Regions from separate parts of the Mus musculus genome. Here all the other regions are linked to region 3. The links are chromatin contacts, called in public Hi-C and promoter capture Hi-C maps. All regions are on one chromosome and are shown on one strand. Each heading gives the region's core, a stretch centred on a gene start, on an enhancer-like site or on the middle of the called end of the contact. The rest is flanking DNA. Distances are from core to core; before and after follow the strand shown.

Region 1 (4,559 bases), core at 1,886-4,385, 1.1 Mb before region 3:
GCATATGTAGCAGAGGATGGCCTAGTCGGCCATCAATGGGAGGAGAGGCCCTTGCTCTTGCGAGGATCATATGCCCCAGTACAGGGGAATACCAGGGCCAGGAAGCAGGAGTGGGTGGGTTGGGGAGCAGGGCGGGGGGAGGGCATAGGGGGCTTTGGGAATAGCATTTGAAATGTAAGTGAAGAAAATATCTAATAAAAATATTAATTAAAAAAATAAAAATAATAATTCTCATCATTATTTTTCATTTATTTCCCTGAGTTTGGCTAACCTGGTCTCCTGTCTTCATTTGTCTGGAATATGCATGTTGTCATTTCTGTCTATATGCTACAAATGTAAATCGAGTCTTCTTTCCTGTATCACTTGGTTTTCTTTAAGATTTGATGAGCTCATTGAGATTTGGTGGTCATTTTACTTTTGGACTCCTTGGGGGAAATAATTTTTATTGTTCATTTATTCTGATTGCTATTAGTCAGTTCATAGTTCTATATTTTCTTGAGTCACCTAAGCTGTATTTCTAAAATCTCTGCCATTCCACTGAAATTTTGAAATAATTGGATAAATGTTGTACATGGTCTTTTTATTACAGTGAAAGACTGCACTTATAAAATCTAAATGAAATATGAACACGCATATGAACATGAACATGCATAGTCTTCAGTCATCTTTCAAAAGATTTAGCTGTCTTTTAAAATCCAGGCTCAATCAGGCTGGTGATACAAAGGAGAAGCCCTATGTTTTGGAACTAACTGTAAAAGGCAGTTTCCCCTGGCCTGCAGGGGCACAGACACCACAAATTGGGTCTTTGACATGTTGTGCGCCTGATCTTGCTCTTTGTCAAGTGTATATTCCTTTGCTTTGACAGTTAATTTTTATAAAAATATAGACCAGGCATTGTCACAAAATAGTTCTTGTATATAGTGTTGAATATAGGGACCAACTCAGGAGGAATAAATGGAATTTAAATCTGCAGACTTCCAATCAAGTGACATGGAATATTACTTATTCACCCCATTCTTTTGCTCTTATTTAATTGAATTACTTTCTACTCAAAGACAACTTATATATCTTATTGATTTTGCCAATAAATATGTATTTTGAGATGGTGCTGACTTTATTTTCACTGAAGTATAATTTCAAATCCATACATTTTTCTCTTCTGTAAACAATGTGTGTAAATAGCACTGTTGTGCCCAGATTTCAAAAACCCCAAAGAGACCAACCACCAGGAACCATAACTTGGATGCAAGCACATAAGATTCTTTATTTAAGCTCAAGCTTGGGTCACAAACCTTCCCTGCACAACAGGTTAGGAGAGTGACACTTGGCTCTAGGGGTTTAGGGTTTATATTAGGAAAAGTTTGCAAGCTGGGGCTCTCAAGGCTTGGCATTACATGATTGGGTAATGGGTAAAGGAATGTTAACCTTCAAACTGCTAGCATTTGTTCAGATCACAAGGGAAGAACTCACATCTAAAAAGAGGGATCTTGACCTGGGAAAGACTTATGCTTTCTTAGCCCACTCTGCTGTTACCAGTTAGCTACAGCTACTGTGTCTATTTTGCTACTGTCAGGGACATTTCGTGATTTTTCTCAGACCTTAAGGGTAGAAGTCATATCACTCCAGTGACAGCAGCTTAAAATAGAGTTTAGAAGACAAGATGGAATCCGTCCTGCTGCTTTCTGCCTCTTCAGTACTACCCCACAATCAAGAAAGAACAGGTTTTCCAACCCCCAAACCCCTTTATAAGAAAAACATCCCTGTAGAGACAGATACCTATCGCCAGCTGCGTGGCAAGTATCCCTGCCCTTCTCTTGCTCTCCACATCCTGCTCCAAATTTCCCTTTCCCCTCTTTTGCCTTAGCTCTAAAACACTTCAGAAGACAACCATCTAGCCAATCTCCCACGTCACTACCTACTTGTCCTTCTAGCTTCTGTGTGGTCTGTATCTTTGGTTCATGCCTCAATCCAAACATGTCTCGGATCTTTTTGTATAGCAGTTTCCTCAAATATTGGAACATTCCATCCTGCAGTGGAGTTAAAACCAGAAGATAAATAACCCCAAATAATAAGAGGAAGTTCCTGAAACTGGCCAGATTCACTAGGCCTCTCCCTCCCTCCCTCCCTCCCTCCCAAAAGTATAACAAAAAGACTGATGTGAGTGGCTTTCAGACAACCTACCAGCAAAGAAGACTCTGAAACCAGACCAACTGCCCAGAAGAAGCTAGATCAGCCAAGCTGTCAGGAAGATGTTTAGACCAACCGAGTCACTTGGAAAGGACAGTCTCCAAGTCTTTGAGCTGCCTGTAGGCTGGAAGTGTTCTCGGGTATCCACCCCCCACTTTTGTGAGAAGTCTGGTGGACTGTGATTTGTGAAAGCAGCTGTATGTTTTAGACATTTTTGCTCCTGTAAGGAACCCCTCACCCATATTCATGTAAGTAACCCCAATAAATTCATAGCTAAGCCAGGTTGGACTTTGGTACTATTCCTACTTTGGTCTGATACAGGATTCCTATCTGGAGTATAAAGACACATGTGGTGTCTCCCAGGAAAAGTCTTGCCACATAACAGCTATTTCCCCCTTCACATCTTCATTCACTGATACTACCACAGTTTAACCCCATTGCTTTAGCTATTGGTATTATGTTTTCCATTGTGTATTCTCTGCATTTTCCAATGGCCTTAGCCTGTGTGCTCATTTCCATAAACCTCCATTTCATCCTGCAATATCACTGGAAACCCTTATCCAAAATGTAGGACATATTTTTGCTCTACTGCAGTATCATCACTGACTACTCAACTACTGTCCAAAGGATGAAAGCAAGTGTTTCACTACAGTCTGTTAGGAGAATCTGTGATCCAGTCCTAGCACTGGATTCCTAATTTACCAAGACAGCATTAATGCCCCAGAACTTGAGATCTTCCTGGGGTCCTTCACTCATGTGAACAACACTGTTCACAGTTCACTATATATTTGTCTATTCTGTGTACACCAGCCTATGACAGCTTGTTAGCTAGACAGCAATATCCGGATCCCAGAGGCAAATCTTGACTGCCAGCGTTCCCATATGAAACATGATGTCCCCACTGACAGCTACAGTATTCACTACTCACGCATGAGTCACTGTTCTCCTAATAGAAAATAATCTCCTGGTAGCCATAGTGACAGCTCTGCAGTTGCCAACAATCAGGCTACTACAGTGAACAATAGGATGTATGATTTCCTGAACACCCTCTACTGTGTCAGAGATCAGCAGGAACCCTACCCCGATAAGGACAGGGGAGTAACTGAAGCCAGGATGGATGAACTGGGATGCCAGTGATCTGCACCACTGTATCTGAAGAGACATCCTCCTCCCAGCCCTTGCTTTTCAGTTACAACTCACTCACACAACTGCACTCTTTCCAGTACTCCTTCATATTCTGTTGTTCTCAGGTGTCTGTCTCTGATATGTCACCATCTCACCCACCAGTATTCCCCTGTCCCAGAGGAGAAGAATTGAGGGTGGACAAAGAATCCATACCTGGCTCCTGAGAACAGCAAGCACCTTCAGACACTGGAATGCTATGGGGTACAAAGGCAATACTTACCCAGAACCCAGAATGCTGGTACATGAGACAGTCTTGGTGCATGCAATGGAGTATTATAGACAGAGTATTCATGATCTTTCACAGTCCACAGTTGATGTTCAACTCACTGATGAGATGGCATTAAAAGGTAGAGTCTATGGTTGTGATGTCACTCGCCCCTAATATCAACACACTTGAGTCACAGACAAGTGGATCTTTGTGAATTTAAGGCAATCAGCCTGGTCTACATAGTGAGTTCCAGACCAGCATGATTCTATAGTGAGATCCTGTCTAAATGCTAATAAATAAATAAATAAGATTTGTCAGAGGTAACTTAGGATTCTCTGGGATCTGACACCCTGACCACCCAGTTATCACCCAGACCCAAACTGAGGGCTCTGAGTTGGCCCACCCCCAAATCTATATAATCTAAGAACTGCTGGGACATATGAAGGGCCAGTCCTGTTCATCCAAAGCTGCAGGATCTCCATGACACAGGGCAACAACAAGATAACCAGGGGGAGTCCTGATGAGGATGTCACAGAAGACTCATTGCAATGAACATTTGCAAGTGAAGATGTGTGGACAGAGGGATATACTCTGGGACACACTTTGACATACTACAGCTTCCATAATGAGATGTTTTCTATGCTTTGTTTTTTGATTGTGTGTGTATGGGGACATGGGGCTGAATGTAGAGCACCATCTGCAGCAGTAACACGCAAACTCTGCCCATTGACTATGAATGTGAATTCAGGAGGCGGGTTTATCTTACGCCATTGAAAAGGGAGGTGCCTTTAGCCAATCTCCATAGGAGATCTCTGTTAGGACCTCAGGCTGCAGTCATCCTAGAGGAGGAAACTGAGATGAAAGTCTCTGCTAACATGGTCAATATTCGCAGATCCACCTTTTAGAAAGGTTTTGCCATCAAAACAACCCTGAGATTCCACCTCACACCAGTCAGAATGGCTAAGATCAAAAATTCAGG
Region 2 (4,399 bases), core at 330-2,829, 1.2 Mb before region 3:
AGGAGAAGGGGAAGAGGCTCGCATACGAACTGGGCGCCTTGGAGGAGAGTCTTCGGCTGCTAGAGAGGATCTCCCTGGGACTGCAAACCTAGAGGAGGAACGGCTCGCTTGCGGCCGGCTGCTAGGGCCAGGTTCTGACTCCAGCTCTTGCTCTTCTTGCTCTGCCTCCGATTCCGGCTCACGGTCCACTTGCAGATCCAGCCTCATCTTTATTTTACGGCTCCGTTGATGGTCAGAGCCGAGCCTGGGTGTACTGCAGCTGCGGCTTCGGCTCCGGCTCCGTGGGGCACGGCTGCTGCCTCTATCAGAACTGGACCTCGTGGTACTGCTGGGAGCAACAGGAACTCGTGGAGTGGCCCGAGGACGTAAATTCCTGCCTGCGCTCTGGGCTTCCGGGCGAGCTTCGGGGCTGACCACTGATGCACTGCTCCGAGGACGAGGACGTAAATTCCTGCCTGCGCTCTGGGCTTTGGGGCGAGCTTCAGGGCTGACCACTGATGCACTGCTCCGAGGACGAGGACGTAAATTCCTGCCTGCGCTCTGGGCTTTGGGGCGAGCTTCAGGGCTGACCGCTGATGCACTGCTCCGAGGACGAGGACGTAAATTCCAGCCTGTGCACTGGGCTTCGGGGCGAACCTCTTCGGGGCTGACCTCCGATGCACTGCTCCTACGACCGAAAGGTACAACTCCGGAACGGAGGACCCAGCCTTCGGGGGTCCCGCTGCCTCTGGGATCAGGACCACCATCACCGTCATCATCATCATCGGGAGCCCGTGGACTGGCCTGTTGACGCAGTTCTCGGCCAGCAGGGCTGGACTGGTCACTCTCGGCACGGCTGGACTCGGCACAGCGGAGGGCCTCGGGGACTGGAGTAGACCCCGAGCCCTGTGAGGTGGAGCTCCTGAGGGTAGGCCCCGGGGCTTCTAGGTTCCCCACTGGAAAATCAAAATGGTGGCTTTGGTCAGGCCTAGGGCTCAGAGAAGACTCTGGCTGGGGCATAGCAGGAGACCCTCGAGCTCCGGGAAGCGGAGGCCCGGCTGCACCTTGGGCCATTAGGCTCCGGTTGGGGTTGGGCTGCTCCCTCTTTCTACTGCTCTTGGTGTGAGGCGGGGAGCCGCTGCCGCCTTTCCTGCCTTTCCCGCCTTGGTCGGCTTTCCCGCCGCCTTTCGGGGTCAGGCCGAGCTCTCTCTGGCTTCTCATCATGGGCCTTGCATGTCCAAGTTCTAGGTCTGGGCCACCGCCACCCTCAGGGTCGCCATGTTGACTCCCAGGCTCAGAAAATGTCCCCAGGTCCTCACCGGCCGTGGAGGTGACGCAGGCCGCCGCCATTTCGGCTTCGAGGCTCCGGAGACGCAGCGCGCTGCCTGCCCCCGAGGGACCACCTCGGCCTCTGGGCCCCGAAGGCCCCGGAGCTTCACCTTCGGACTCGTCAGTGTCTCTGAGCGCCTCCAGCCCCCTCTCTGGAGACGAAGAGCTGGCCATGTCGGTCCAACAGCGTCTGGAGAAATGCTTCGCTCGGCTTTGCACGCTCAAATGGCTTCCTGAGAGCCAGCGAGGATGCTGGGTAGTGACCACATACAGTGGAGGAGCGCAGAGGGCTGGCCAGATAAAATGGGAGCCTGGCTGGGATTGGCCAAATTCTGGCCTCTGATTGGTCAGCTCTGAGTAATCTGTTGCTACCCTCGCCAACTTCCTAGTTTTCCAGCTGAACCTCCCTCCACCTGGCAATGCATCCTGCTGAGCCGGAGGAGGCCAGGGAAACTTCTAGTGGTTTCTGGTGTGTTCTGCCGCTCCCACTGCACCTGCATCCACCCCCATCACTTCCCAAGGTCAATAGTCTGAATTTCACAATCCTTCCACCCTGACCTAATTCGGAACATCTACAGGAATTACCGGCAACATCCTGAGTTTTGACGTTTTGTGATTGGTCCGGGAATCACTTTAGAGACTTACCACATGCCAACCATGTTCCATCTCCTAAGCCATGTATGACCTTACTGCTCCCCTTTAAGTAACCAGGTGACCCCGCTAAGGAGTCTGGTAGAGTTTAAGTTTGCTGAGAGGTAAAGGATTTCAAAGGCGATGCTGAAGTACATTGTCTTGGATTTAAAATGTTCGGCAAGGAATGTCAGGTCCCAAACACCGGGCCGAGTTTTACAATTTTCGTGTAAGATGCTTTTCTTTGTCTTGCACCAAGGTACAGGTCAGACCGCCTAAGATTCAGTTGATGAATTAACTGACTTGAGCTCCTCTTCTAGTTTTTTTTTTTCTCCACACGGATTTTAAAGTTTAATATTTATACACATTTTAAATTACTACACCAGGACTATTGTTTTTCGTAACCCGAAACAGAAAAATAAATGTACCAAAACCAGCACCTAAATTTTCTCATGCCTACAATCTAATACTGGGAAAGATCAATTATATCTTTGTAGACTGGACATTTATACATATTTCTTAGTTTTATGAAAATAGAATTATTCATGCATAAGTATTGTTTGTAAATTGTTTGGGGGTATCCAGAAAATACATTTTCCATGTCAATGAATACATGATGACAAAGATCTGGGTGCGATATCTCACACCGGTGATTGTTGTTCTAGGGAAGGGTGAGAGGAGGATTTCAATTTGAAGATCACCCTGGGCTGCATGAGACCCTGTTCAACAATGAAGTATTTAGGGAGGAAACATGTTTTCAAAATTTTTATACTGACCAATATGTATGCTCTCTCTATTTTTTCATATCAGTGTGAGATATACATCACCATACTCACTAAAGATTGCTTATAAACTCAAATATGTCTTTATTGTGAATAAATCCTGAGGAAGAAATTCCTGGTATAAGCCTATGCACATTTATAATTTTAGCAGAAACAAATGGGACACTTAAAAGAATGGATTAGCAACTGGACTTGGACACAAAAATAGAATAGAATGCTGTTTAGTGTGTCTAATAAGGTGGAATGGCAAATGGATTTGAAACAGAGCGCAGAATGCGATGAAATTGAAACTGGGTACACACTAGAATGAAATGGGGAAGGAAAGGCATACTCAGACCTTCTGATCTGGACAATTGAATATAATGGACAAAACCAGAATGGAGCAGAAAGCACCTAATACATGAAAGAAAAATACTGCATCTGAAAAATGAGGGAAATATAGTGTCAAGTGAAATATTAAAATAGTAAATCAAAATAGGACTGGTTGGGTCCTGGAATCATTTAATACAGATTTTAAAATAGCAGACAATGCACACACACACACACATACACTCACACTCACACACACGCACGTGCAGGTGCAGGTGCTGCCTGTGGGCTTGTTGCCTGGTCCTTTTTAGAAGTGTGTCTCTGACGGTGGGTGGGCTTTTAGTGAGGCCTAGTGTCTCTTTCTTCTTGCTGCCTGGGGATCCAGATGTAGAACTCTTAGCTACTTCTGCATCAGTACATCTGCCTGCATGCTTGCCACCAATCTAACAATGGACTAAATCTCTGAAATTATATACAAGCCCCAAATAAATGCTTTCCTTTAAAAGAATTCTTGTGGTCATGGTGTCTCTTCACAGCAGTAGAATACTGCCTACAACATACATTTATCAGGTTTTTTTGGAACAAGATTATCCAACTTTAAAAGAAAAAGTATTTGTAAAAAATGTAAAGCCTGCACATATCAAATATTAGAATAAATTAGTTTAATATAGTCATGACCTATAAAATCAATATTATAAAACTGAATTATATTTCTCTATACTAAGATCAGAAATGATGTAAAGAAAAAATTAAAATGCCATTTCCTGTACCACGAGAAAATATCAAGCACAAAATAATAAAATCTCACAAGATTCTTGGACAGAAATCACTGTATCATTCTTGAAAGAGATTAAAGCAAACCGCCATTAATCCAAGGTGCAGCATGGCTAACTGTGGGTTAGAACAGAGCTTCTTCAAACTTTTTCTGTTCACGATTCCCGCTAATAATAAATCATAAATTTATTTTTAAATAGTTCTCTAATTACATAAAATCATGTCATTTACTAACGATGATTGTAAACTTTCATACTAACAGGATGGATGGCCCTCTTTATTTTTGCATAAAGAATCAAATCTTCACTGAATATTTGATATTTCAGAACATAGAACATCTTCAAATATTTTCAGAGTTTATCAATACTTTCTAATTGTCAATGACTAGAATACTGCTTTATATAAAAATGAAGCATAAATTTGTAATAATTGAAAATGTTTGGAGTAGGTTTAGGGCTATTTGAGAAATTATTAGAAATTCTGTTGCAATTCTAAGCAAATTCCAAGTACATTTTATGAATTTCAAGTCAGAAACTCAAAAGATAATTTTAAAAGTCAGACATCGTAACTAAATCATACAAGTATATTTTATAAAG
Region 3 (4,226 bases), core at 94-2,593:
AATACTAGTTGGAGAATAGTGTTGGCCCTCTTTAATGACCTCTTTTTCTTTAAAGAACAAAAAGGGTTCGTGTGTGCGCCAGTCCTCAAAACTCCAACAAAGACTGGGCTTTGGATGAGGAGAGGCTCCTGAAATCCAAGAAAAAGAGAGCTTAAACTCTAAGGATGAATTCACCAGGGAAAAGTGCTCCAATGAGTTTACCTGGAACATGGCTCAGTTTAAGTCGACTCCCCATCCCCCTCCTATTTTACTGTTAAGAAGTACTTACTGATCAGCACGTCGTGGAACAAGGGGAAATTTAACAGCTCTGAAATTCAACCCGGGAAATTACTAATACATTTATGAAGTATGTGTAAAGGGGAGTCTCACTGGTTTTTAATGCTTCACCTTCTGGCTTTCCCCTCATTTACTCGGCGCAGCTTCCACTGACGTTATCACAGGGCCACCCGTCCAACTTCAGTCAACTGATTTGTTCTGAAACGTTCATAAAGGTAAAAAGCACGTCAAAGTTAAGCTAAAGCTAAAGCTTTCTTTCCATTACTTGGAAAGGAGCTGGAGCGCGGGGCTCCAACCTCTGGAAGCAGCAGCTTAAGCGCATTGGGCGGCAAAGGGCGAAAACGCACACCAACTTCTTCGCCCAGACCGTCTGGACTGCACTTCGCTAAGAAGCCCTAGAAACCTGTGGCGGGTCCAAAGCAGGAGCAAGCCGAACCTGGCCTCGGCTGCGCTTTCCCAGCGAACGCCGCCCCAGCCCTGTCCTCTGGAGAAGCGACGCGGGCAGCCAAGCTCCCCGCTTTCAAAGCTGGGTGGGCTTGGCGCCGCTTGGCAAGGAAACTTCGATCGGCAGCCTGGGGACCCTGCTCCCCAGAACAGGGCTGGGCTGCCGAGGAGATGCCGCCCCGCTCTGGCAGGAACCAGGCTGTCCACCACCTCCTTCAGTGGCGGCCGGGCAGAGGGAACGCCAGCTCCGGGGACCGCGGTGGCAGGCGAGCGTTCTTCCCTGCTCGCCGTACCGGGGGGCTCCTCGGGTGGGCCGGCGGCCGGTGAGCCGGGAAGGACCTGTTGGGGAAGGGAAGCCCATTTGCCTTTACCTGTCACCGAGGTCCGGCGCGGCGGAGCCCGTGTCCACCGGCGGTGGGCAGCGCGCTCAGTCGGCTCTGGCGTTCCACACGGCGAGTAGAGCTAGCGCCCCACGTAGCCGGCAGAGCTTCATTCACACAGCCCAGCCGGGAGGAGGGGGAGCGGAGCGGGAGCGAGGCTCATGTGACAGGCGCCTTGGAGTATTAGCTCTGCCAAGACGGCGTCTGCGCATGCGCGCCACGGAGGGCCCGCTCCAGGCACCTCGGGCCGGCCAGGGGGGAAAGCGCCACCGAGAAGCAGCAGCTGGGAGGAGCTTCGGCATGCGCAACCGCAATAGGGTAGTCGGGCTTGCAGCCATATTTAATGAGGACTGGGCGGATCCAACCCAAATGCGGGGCGTGTCAGTTGCATTTGGGGGAAAAAAAAAGCAATGCTCCCTTCGGTTTCATTGTTTGCAGATTGCCTACCTTGGTTTTGCTTTTGTCTTTAGAACAAACTGTTTATCCTGAGTATCTTGCCCACAGCGGACATCAGACCACAAATTTAAGCCTCCCTTATGCCAGGCATTGTTCTGGCTAATATACTTTATTCGTTTCATTTAATGCTCACAAGAACTCATGAAGAGTGTGTCATTATCCGTTTTCCCTCATAAAAATACAGAGGCTCAGAAAGGTTACATAGCTTTTCCAATCTCACACTGTAGTAGCAATAAGAATAGTGATCAAATACAGTAGTGCTTGCAGGGGCCAATTTAATCCAACACAGGGAAATCTATACTGCAGTTACTTATAGGTATTATTGCCAATTTAATCATTGTCAAGCGAAAACTCAAGGTGACATATACTTCTAATCCCGATTCTTTGAGGTTGAAGGCAGGAGAATCGATGCGAGGTCATCCTAGGCTATATTGTAAGTTTGAAGGCAGGATGCTGTCTCAAAAACAGACAAACAAAACACAAAATAAAGCTCAGATTCCAACTGAGGTCTCTCTGTCTCCAAAGCCATTCCGAATAATTAGAAGAACTATCCTATCCTTGTGAGGAATGAACAGGTTATACAAATGGAGTGCAGCTATTAATTTATTGCAAGAACTAAGATTGGAATCCACATCATCAACACAAGTAATCTACCTAGAAGCCAAGTATTCAAATTCAAAATCCACTGTAGTAAATAGTATTTTTTTTTCTTGCAACAGGGACTCACTATTTAGCCTTGGATGCCTGAAACTCACCATGTAAACTAAACTGGCCTTGGGATCACAGATACTCAGCTGCTTCTGCCTCCCAAGCGCTGGGATTGTAGACCTGTGCCACACCCGTAGACTTTTTTTTTCTTTGAGAAGTTTATACAAGTATACAATAAACTATAATCTTATACGCTTCCATTTGCTCCCTCCAATTCTCCCCAAGAAATCCATATTTCCCCCAACACCTCCCCTCATAATTTCAAATTTCTTGTGTTAGTAACCCAATAAATCCAGTTAGTGCTGCCCATATTTGCAAGAGTGTGGGACCATTCGACAGACCAGGAAAAACCTACCAGAGGTCACACCCTCAAAGAAGAGCAATTCTCTCTCCCCAGGTGGGAAGCTATCAACTACCAATGGAATCTCAGTAAGAAATAGAGTCTGGATATCACCTCTCCCATCTCTGTAGGAATGTTGGTGGCTTGGTCTTGTTCAGGAGTCAGTGACCTTGTGGACAAAGGACAGTCTTTTACAGCACTCCTGTGCATCCTCCAGCTCCTGCATTCTTTCAATCTCCTCTTCTAAGATGGCCCTTAGGCCTAATTGGGGGTGGGGGTAGGGTTGAGAATTCTGTCATTTAGACTTCGGGCTGAGCACTCAGTCTCTTCTCAGAACTTTGGCCAGTTGTGAGTTTCTGTGTTTCATGGCAAAAAGAAGCTCCTCAGACCAAAGTTGAGAACAGCCCAGATCTATAGCTATAGACACTAATATTTGGAAGGCAATCATTTAGCTAAATTAAAATAGCAGGTTCTACCCAAGGAGTGACCCAGACATGGAGTTACAGTATCAGGCATAAAATTCTCTCCTGTGATAAAGGTTTCAATCAGAAAGTGGCCATCAACATGCCACTATTACACCAGTAGGCACATCTTGCCTGGCAGATCAGCAATGTTAACACAAGGGAGCAAAATTCAGTAAGGCCATGTATGCTCAGTGAATTTTGAATGCCTACTTTGGATAAGTTAAGGGTTTGGAAATATAAAACCTGTATCTGAGCCCAAGCCATGCAAAGCTTCCAGAGATAAAGCTATAATCAAACACAATGAAGTTTTGGGCTTATTTTAATACAAAACCTAACAGGAAAAAAAATGGTCATCTCACAGAGAAAAAAGATAGGGTCATGGGAGAAGACTAAACGTTAGATGAATTTCAAAAGAAGCCATGCTTCCATAAGCTCAAACCCTGATCATCACTGTGTGGATCTGGACTGTGGAGTGAATCCAGAGCTCTGCATTCTTGGGAACCCTGGAGTAGATATGAAATGTTGGATCCAGGTAGGCCTTTATCTAAAGCTCTATACCTGAGCCCCAAATCAAAGCTGCTTCTGTGTGCCAGCTTCGTTTATGCCCTCCACACACATGGGGTGATTTAGTGATGACAATACTAGTGGGTGATAACAAGTGGCAGGCAGCAAGATGCTGCTAGCTTATGACTGAAAAGGACAAAGGGGGTTTTTTAAACCACCATGGTCACCTACACTCCAGCCTATTACTACATACCACACTACAGTATCGAAGCATAGAGGTTGTGTGTGGTGTGAATGGAAAGGAACCGAGGCTAAATTAGAAGGACTGGGAATGCTGGACAGATATTCCTACTTGATTCAGAAACAAATGGGGGAAGAATTGAGGAAGTTTGCTTTGATGTGTGATGTGCGAGCACACACCACACACACACACATGATTTGTGCATGGTAAATATGCACTTTACTAATATGCCCAATAGTGAAAACGTTTGAACAAGGCAATCCTTTTGTTAGGACTCTTCCTTAAGAACTGAAATCAGGTGTGTTTTTGGTTTGGTTTGGTTTGGTTTGGTTTGGTTTGGTTTGGTTTTGGTTTTGGTTTGGTTTTGGTTTTGTTTTTTTGAGAAGTTTCTCTTTTCTGTCTTTTTTGTCCTG

The links. Promoter capture Hi-C pulls out the DNA fragments that hold promoters and counts their contacts. Hi-C and Micro-C count contacts between places; a contact is called where the count stands out from the background.
Region 1: a Hi-C map of ventral hippocampal neurons shows a contact between it and region 3, with 2.6 times the contacts expected there. The contact joins the enhancer-like site here to the promoter of Clcn5 in region 3. A contact is called at or near these places in 5 of 39 promoter capture datasets (the 3T3-L1 cell line, cranial neural crest, hippocampal neurons and 1 more), 5 of 484 Hi-C or Micro-C datasets (cerebral cortex, cortical neurons, palatal mesenchyme and 1 more) and 3 of 115 datasets of contacts at active chromatin or transcription factors (astrocytes, embryonic forebrain and embryonic limb bud).
Region 2: a promoter capture Hi-C map of hippocampal neurons shows a contact between it and region 3, with 2.5 times the contacts expected there. The contact joins the promoter of Ezhip here to the promoter of Clcn5 in region 3. A contact is called at or near these places in 2 of 39 promoter capture datasets (embryonic stem cells and hippocampal neurons).

What each region holds. Positions count from the first base shown.
Region 1 is chrX:6,255,531-6,260,089 of GRCm38.p6, forward strand. No RefSeq gene overlaps it. Among named protein-coding and RNA genes, the nearest start is that of Gm46685, 22 kb to the left of the region's middle. Within about 2 kb of position 3,136, at least 21 of the 459 cell types and tissues checked have an H3K27ac peak or open chromatin away from gene starts, as enhancers often do. A contact at or near this core is called in ventral hippocampal neurons, where this site is marked.
Region 2 is chrX:6,081,841-6,086,239 of GRCm38.p6, forward strand. Ezhip (EZH inhibitory protein) reads right to left here and starts at 1,580. Exons shown (of 2, transcript NM_001033211.3): 1 at 1,299-1,580; 2 at 1-935. The coding sequence starts at 1,482. All of the region lies in intron 1 of Gm26618 (a long non-coding RNA gene), which reads right to left.
Region 3 is chrX:7,318,015-7,322,240 of GRCm38.p6, forward strand. Clcn5 (chloride channel, voltage-sensitive 5) reads right to left here and starts at 1,344. Exons shown (of 14, transcript NM_001243762.1): 1 at 1,092-1,344.